Linked DNA regions of Canis lupus: region 2 is linked to region 1. Evidence: chromatin contacts called from public Hi-C data. All regions are on one chromosome and are shown on one strand. The core of a region is the stretch at or near the end of the contact, and the rest is flanking DNA. Distances in the headings are between cores, read along the strand shown.

Region 1 (3,598 bases), core at 426-2,925:
CCTTAATGTAGGGACCTACTACATTCATATCCCTCTCACTACCTACCCACAGCGATACAGCACGCTGTAGAGGTGCAAACCAACGTGCTAAAAGTTCTGTCTTTAGAGAGGCATTTACATAACATTACCAAAACAATAAATATATTCTCAAAGCCAAGATCATTGATGCTTCTCCAAATCAACAGGAAGCTATGGTCCATTGAAAGTCCCCACAACTATGAAGGAAATAGCCTCTATTGTTAAACTTTCACAAAATGCTAAGATGCGAGATTTTTATACACCTTCTTTCTATACGCTTAACTCCTGGGGTGCGGGGAGGCAACCAATGACGTTTTATTCACTATGGAGAAATACCTCTCGCCAATTTTGTTGCATAATTTCGCTTAGACTGTAATACAAATGACCAACTTGAAATTCGTCTTATTCCTCGCACAATTTCTAGCATAGATGCTAAAGAGTAATAAAACAGCCAAAGGATCCACGAAGAAGCAAGGAATCTTGAGACCGAGGTCGGCACACTCTGCCTAGAGAACTGAGGATGGGCTGGTCCTTACTTAAGATGCCCAACAAGCAGCTACGGTTACGGGGCGACCTCGGCCACTTTGGGGTATCTGGCCCCCCGTGGGCTGACAAACCCACTGGTTTGGACCCAAGGGATGCCAACTCAGGGGGAGACAGGAAACACTCCTGGCGCCGGCTCGTCCCATTTCCTCGTGGAAAGCCTGGACAGCCTCTCGAAGGTGGCCACGCCGCAGGGCTCTGGGATGAGGGGCGCGACACCCCCTTCCCCGGCCCGGATTAATCAGGGGAACGCGTCCACGCTGCCACGCAGGTCCCGCGGTGCCGCGCAGGCAGCCACCGGGGCGCTCGGGGGCCTGACGCCTCCGTCTACCTGCCCCCCAGCCAGGCAGGGGGCCCGACGCGCCTCCGAGGGCCCCCCGCTCTCCGCCGCCACGGGGAGCCCCTCCCCGCCCTGGAGGCGCCCCCCCGCCCAGCGACGGGAAGCGAACCCGACTCGACCAGCCCACCCGGAAGCCCTCCCCCAGCTCACACCTGCCGGCGCGTGACGCCCAGAGCCGCGCGCGCCCGCCCGCCGGCCCCGCCATTCGGGGCGCCCCTGCCCTGCGCGCGGGACGTCGCCCGCGTCCCTCCCCGACCCGGGGTCAAACCCACCGCACGCCCGCCCCCACGGAGCGCGAGCTCCACGCCGCCGCCGCCGCCGCTGCCGCCGCCCCCGCCCCCGCCGGGGCCCGCGCGCGCTCCCGCCCCCTCCGGCCCTGTCCCCGCCGCGCGCGCTCACTCGCGAGGACACGCACACGCTGCGCCTCAGCTTGACAGGCCGGCCCGCGCCGCGCGCTCCCGCGGGCGTCCTCGCCCACCCGGCCGCCCCGCTCGGACTGGGCGGTGCGCGGGGGAGGGGAAGGGCGGCAGTGGCCGTCGGTCCTCACTCACCGCCGAGCCGCGCCGGCTCCGAGTGCGCGGCGTTCCGCTGTGAGGCGATGCGCTGCGATGCGCGCGGTCCCCGCTTCTCCGCAGGCTATGGAGGCGACGTAGTAGGGGGACTGAGGGGGCGCGGGGGGGTCACTCCCTCCCTCTTCACCTCCCAGAAACACGGGGACCCCAGAAACTAAAAACAAAATAAACAAACTTTCCCCTCCGCCTCCCTCCCCCAAAACCACAACACAAACACTCGGGGGCCCGCCCAGAGCCCCACTCCATTGGCCGCAGGGAGGATGCTTCCGGCTCTCACTGGCTGGCGCTTGTGCCCATCAAGCTGCTGTTCCGCCCCTCCGAGTCCTCGCCGCTGCCGTCGCCCCTCATTGGCCAAGCGCTTCCCGTTTGACGAGCTAGGATTGGCTGAGCCGCCTGCGCCAATCATTCGGGGACACACCCCCTCAGCATCCCAGAGGCCGCTTCCTTGGTCGCGGACCCGGAGAGGCGAAGGGGAAACTAGAGCATGATGGCGGCCGAGCTCACTTGGCGCAACCATCGTCTTTTTTCTTTTTTTAGCTCATGGGTGCCTCGCCCTCGCGCTGTCTCCCCTGAGCTCCTCTCTCCATCCAGTATTGCCTAATAACGGAATCTATACGCGCCGGCTCCTTGATTTATCCCCTTCGAAGTGCTGAGTGTGGGCTGGTTGTGCGTCATTGGACCGTCAGAACGTCAGTCCTTAGTCACATCTTCAAGCTATTGGCGGAACGGCCAGAAGCCCCGTCCAACAACAAGGACTGGTGCCATTGGTTCGACTCCACAGAGTTCTTTCCCGGTACCTTATTGGGCCGGGAGGCGCGTCAGTCAGACCTGGATGCTCCGTGCTCCGGGTAATTGTTTGCTTGGGAGTTTGGGGGACTCCGGTCGTTTGGCCCGCAGCTGACGATGATACTGACTGTCGTTTATTTTGTGCCTCCTTTGTGCCAACGACTGTCCTCAGTCCTTTACAGGGATTATCTGTTTGAACCTGTGGGTTTTACATTCTCTGAATTTTACAGATAGAAACGAAGGCTCTAAAGAGAATTAGGACACTTGCCCAAGGTCACCTAGATAGAAAGTAATTGGTGAACCTGGCACTGGTCTTAGGAGGCTGGTTCCAGAGCCTTCGCTCTTTTTCACTGGCGCCTCTCCCTTCGTCCCGCATCTTACCTGCCTGCCAACACAACGTCTTAAAAACGTTTCATTCCGAAAGCAAGTTCCCCCGTCAGTCTCTGGAGGTGACATTGTGGGAGACTAAAGTTACGGAGAGGTTGTTACTGCCGCCACCGCCTTCTCCCTGGCACCCGTTCCTCCCCACCCTAAAGTAAACCATCTTGGTGTTTCCCGACCAGAAGCCCATCTACTTCTGTGTTTATTTTCTCAGCTTTATAAATGAACATTTCTACCATCCTTGTGTGCCAAGCCTACCTCCTCAACCCTCCCTCATCTATCTTCCAGCTCCCTCTTTGGAGAGAGAGAGAGAGAGAGAGAGAGAGAGAGAGAGAGAGAGAGAGACTTCGAGAGCCAGAAACAAGGAGAAGGAGAGTTTAAAGAGAGATAAAGAATAAATTGCTTTAGAGATAAATAATTTATCACATGCAAATGGAACAGCCCTTCAGCTCCTGGGAAGCTTCCAGAGTGGCCCCTGATGCAGTGCAAGACGTGTGCTTCTGGCTCCTCGCCACTAGATTCTCTGTGGCAGCTTTCAGAGAAGTGAATCCAACATTCCAGCCAGGGGAGGGCAGGATGCTAAGGACCCACTGCCAAAGAGCCAGCCCCAGCCTCTGGGACAGAAATGATCTCCAGGAGCACAGCTCTGGACTCCAGCCCACATTCCGTCTCGGGTAATTAACATTTTACCATCCCAAATCCCCATCCCCTGTAGCTTCAGTAGGATCACCGCCCTTGTTTTACTTCCTGATCCAAGCTGTTGTGTAACCTCGTTGGCACTGCTTTAGTAATAAAACAACCACTGTAACACTGTAATGCTCAACACTGAACAGACTTTCAGCAGAGGAAGACAAGGCATTTCACAAACATCAATTAAGATTAAATGGCAGGTATTCCTAGGGTAACTGCCAGCAGAAGGACAGAAAAGAAAGATCATGAGTTAAATTCTAATTAAATG
Region 2 (3,598 bases), core at 291-2,790, 430 kb after region 1:
CTCTCTCTCTGTGACTATCATAAATAAATAAAAAAAAACTTAAAAAAAAAATGTAAACAGTACCTTGACACCTTGACATACTATTTGCTATTATTAACATCTATTTTAATGTTCTCTCCCCTGAGGACTAGCTGATGGATGTCAGACAGTGAGGCCCGCCCAGCAGGTCCAGCTGAGTCATCTCTATGCCCCACTCTCAACAGTGCAGGGCATACAAAAGGCCCTCAAATCATACTCCTCGTCATTCACTACTCATTTATTGAGTGCCTTCTGCATGCCAGGTACTGGGCTAGGAGCTGCGGGTGGAGCTGTGAACAAGGCAAGGTTCTTCCCCACTGTAAGAAGAGTCATTTCTGGGCTGGAAGTCCTCAAACTTCTTGGTCTAAGAGACTCTACACTCTTAAAAATTTTTCAAAAAAAAAAAAATTCAGGATCCGAGAGAGTTTTTCCATGTGTAAATACCTATTGATATTTACCAGTATGAGAAACTAAGACTGAGAAAATTTTAATTTTTAAAATTTAATAAGTTGGGGATCCCTGGGTGGCTCAGCGGTTTAGCGCCTGCCTTTGGCCCGGGGCGCGATTCTGGAGACCCGGGATCGAATCCCACGTCGGGCTCCCAGTGCATGGAGCCTGCTTCTCCCTCCTCCTGTGTCTCTGCCTCTCTCTCTCTCTCTATGTCTATCATAAATAAATAAATAAATAAATCTTTAAAAAAAATTTAGTAAGTTAACAAAATGTATTAATTCATGGGGCACCTGGGTGGTTCAGTGGTTAAGCGTCTGCCTTGGGCTCAGGTCGTGATCCTGGGGTCCTGGGATCGAGTCTCACATCAGGGGAGCCTGCTTCTCCCTCTGCCTGTGTCTCTGCCTCTCTCTCTCTCTGTGTCTCTCATGAATAAATAAATTAATTAATTAATTAATAATAAATAAATAAATAAAATCTTTTTAAAACTATTAATTCATTTTTTAAAAAGTCAATAGCAAACCCATTGCATGGTATAAATATTGAGCTGTGGGAGACCCAGTGGCCCGGTGACGTTGTTGTCAGACATACTCTTTTTTTCCGGCCTTATGTGAAATAAATATTTCTAATGAAATAGTTGTATCTTCCAAACACGGGCGGGGAACCACTGATAGGGTTTTGCATTTTTGCAAACCTCTTCTCATGTCCGACTTAATGGAAGACAGCTGGATTCTCAACCTACTCGACCTGTGCGATATGCTGCTTCGGTTGATGTTTGGAGAAAAAAGAATCCGGCTGTACACTTCGCTTTATCGAAAAACTTGGTAATGCAGAAAAACCCTCGGGCACCACGAGGCCGCAGGACGCGAGCCCCAGGACCCACCCGCCAGGGAGGGTAACCGACCGCTCCCCGGAGTGGGCGTGGCCTAGTGCGCCAGGGGCCGGCTGGGTTGGGATTGGACAACAAATGCGTCCTTCGGCAGGTTGGCCCCGCCCCAGGCCCCGCCCCTATTTCCTCTCCGTAGTGAAGCGGCGACTCCACGCGCAGGCGTCCTAAGGCAGGCGGGCACTTCCGGCCACTCGCTCCGGAACCTTCTGTTCCCGCTCGGGTTTCCGCGGAGACCAAGAAGGCGGCCAAGGCGGAAGTAGCCTGAGTGTGTGGGCGGAGCTAGGTGCAGCCATGTCGGCCGCCCTGCTGCGGCGGGGCCTGGAGCTGCTGGGGGCGCCGGAGGGTGAGGCGGGCCTGGCCCGGGACGCGCGGCGCGGGCGGAGGGGCAGCGGGGGCGGCGGGCAGGACCCCCGAGGGTGCGGGACGCTCCAAGCCAGGCGTGGCGCGGGCGGAAGACCTGCGCGCCCCGTCAGCCGGGTCCGCCCGTCTCTCCCTTCCCCTGCAGCCCCCCAGGGCGCCCCGGGCCAGGCCAAGCCGAGCGGGGCTCGGGCCAAGCGGGGCCGGAAGGCGAAGGCGACCCAAGCCCAGAAACTGCGGAACTCGGCCAAGGGGAAGGTGCCCAAGTCCGCGCTCGGTGAGCTGGGGAGGGGGCGGCCCCTGGGGAGGGGGCGCTGGAGGCTGAGCTCGAGAGGCCGCCGGGCATTGCCTGGGGGGTGCCCCGGGCGCGGAGCCGGGTCCCGGGGGCACGAGGTGGACGAAGCACGTCGTCCCGGCCGCCCGCGTGGGGAGAGGAGCCGCGAAGAGCTTCCGAGTCAGGCTGCGCAGTAAGGCGGGGGGCGGCGGCGGGGCCGGAGGATCAAAAGCCAAATCAGACCTCTGTGCGCGCGCGACGGTTAAGGCCGAACCTGAGGGGGTGTGAGAGTGAGCCACGGGAAGAGCTCCCGAGAAGAGCGCGAGGCAGGGTTGGGAGAAGTTCGTGGCTTTGAGCACTGGCAAGACAGAAGCCTGGAAAAGATGCTGTTCCAAATCCTGCATAAAGAAGCGATCACCCTGTGAGGTCGGCGCTGTCATTACCCCCATTCCTCAGATGCAGAAACGGGCACCTGCCCAGGTGGTACAGGTAGAAACCAGGCAGCGTGTCTGCAGAGATGCGCTCTCACTGGCTGCCTTTCCGGTGCGAGGCACTGTAGCCTGCGCGGCCACGATGGTGCGGGGATGATTGCTCCGGGGGGAGGATGTGGTGAAGACGGGGAGCGCTGATGAGCGGCAGTGCTGAATTGGCTGAGGATGGAGGATAAAGAGGGAGGTGCCCAGAACAGAGCTGTTTCCCGGAGAGCATCCTTGGAGATATGATGCCACCTAATGGGAGGGACAGGTGCGGGCTGGATGCTGGGGTCTTAGGACATGTGGCAGGGCCTGGTGAGCTCCCGTGTGTCTTTGAATGGCCTGGGGCCTGGTACATAAAGGATGTTCAGGGGTTTGTTGAACTGTGAATTCCAAGCAGGAAACAGCACGAGCCAAAGTGTGGAGGCAGGAAAGTGAGACGCGATTGAGCAGCAGCGATGCTGATGTGAGACGGGAACATAGGGTGCCACGGGTCACCTTAATCCCAGCCCTTGTCCCACCACCCTGTCACACTGCATCGCAGGTGATGAGGGGACTCTCTAGCCATCGCTGTGGCTGCCACCTCGGTGTGGGCTGCATCATCTCTTACCTGGCTTATTTTAAAAGCCTCTTAAAACCGCCACTCCCCCACCTGGTAATCCTGTTCTCACCACAGCAGCCAGTGATCCTGTGAAGTACCCCCACACCCTCCAATGGCTTCCATCGGACTTGGTACCTAATGAGGCCCCGCATGGTCCGCCCCCCTCCGTCTTCTCTCCTCCTGCTCTCCCTTCCCCAGTCTAGCCATTTTCTGTTCTCCAAACACAAGGATCACACTTCTTCGGGTTCTTTGCACTGGCTGTTCCCTCTGCTTAGAATACTCTTCCCACACTCCCCCCTTGAGTTTTTGCTAAAACGTCATTTCACTGAGGCCTGCTCAGACCCACCTATTTAGAATTGCAACCCTCCACCCCTGACATTCCTCATTTCTCTTCACTGTGGCATTTTTCTTCATAAAAAATATCACTCTCTAAAATACTATTTACCTTGCTTATTGTGTTTCTTTGCTCTGGACTGTAAGCTCCACGAGGGCTGGAGTTTCTGTTTTCTGCTGTATGCCCTGCATGTAGACCAGTGTCT

Evidence for each region. A called contact is a pair of places that touch in the nucleus more often than the background predicts.
Region 2: a contact with region 1 is called in a Hi-C map of blood, with 4 times the contacts expected there. The contact joins the promoter of RPS19BP1 here to the promoter of TNRC6B in region 1. A contact is called at or near these places in 4 of 9 Hi-C or Micro-C datasets (amygdala and blood).

What each region holds. Positions count from the first base shown.
Region 1 is chr10:26,053,445-26,057,042 of UU_Cfam_GSD_1.0, forward strand. It overlaps TNRC6B (trinucleotide repeat-containing gene 6B protein), which reads right to left and starts at 1,676. Exons shown (of 25, transcript XM_038550487.1): 1 at 1,453-1,676.
Region 2 is chr10:26,478,597-26,482,194 of UU_Cfam_GSD_1.0, forward strand. It overlaps RPS19BP1 (active regulator of SIRT1), which reads left to right and starts at 1,541. Exons shown (of 4, transcript XM_038550502.1): 1 at 1,541-1,697; 2 at 1,860-1,988. The coding sequence starts at 1,646.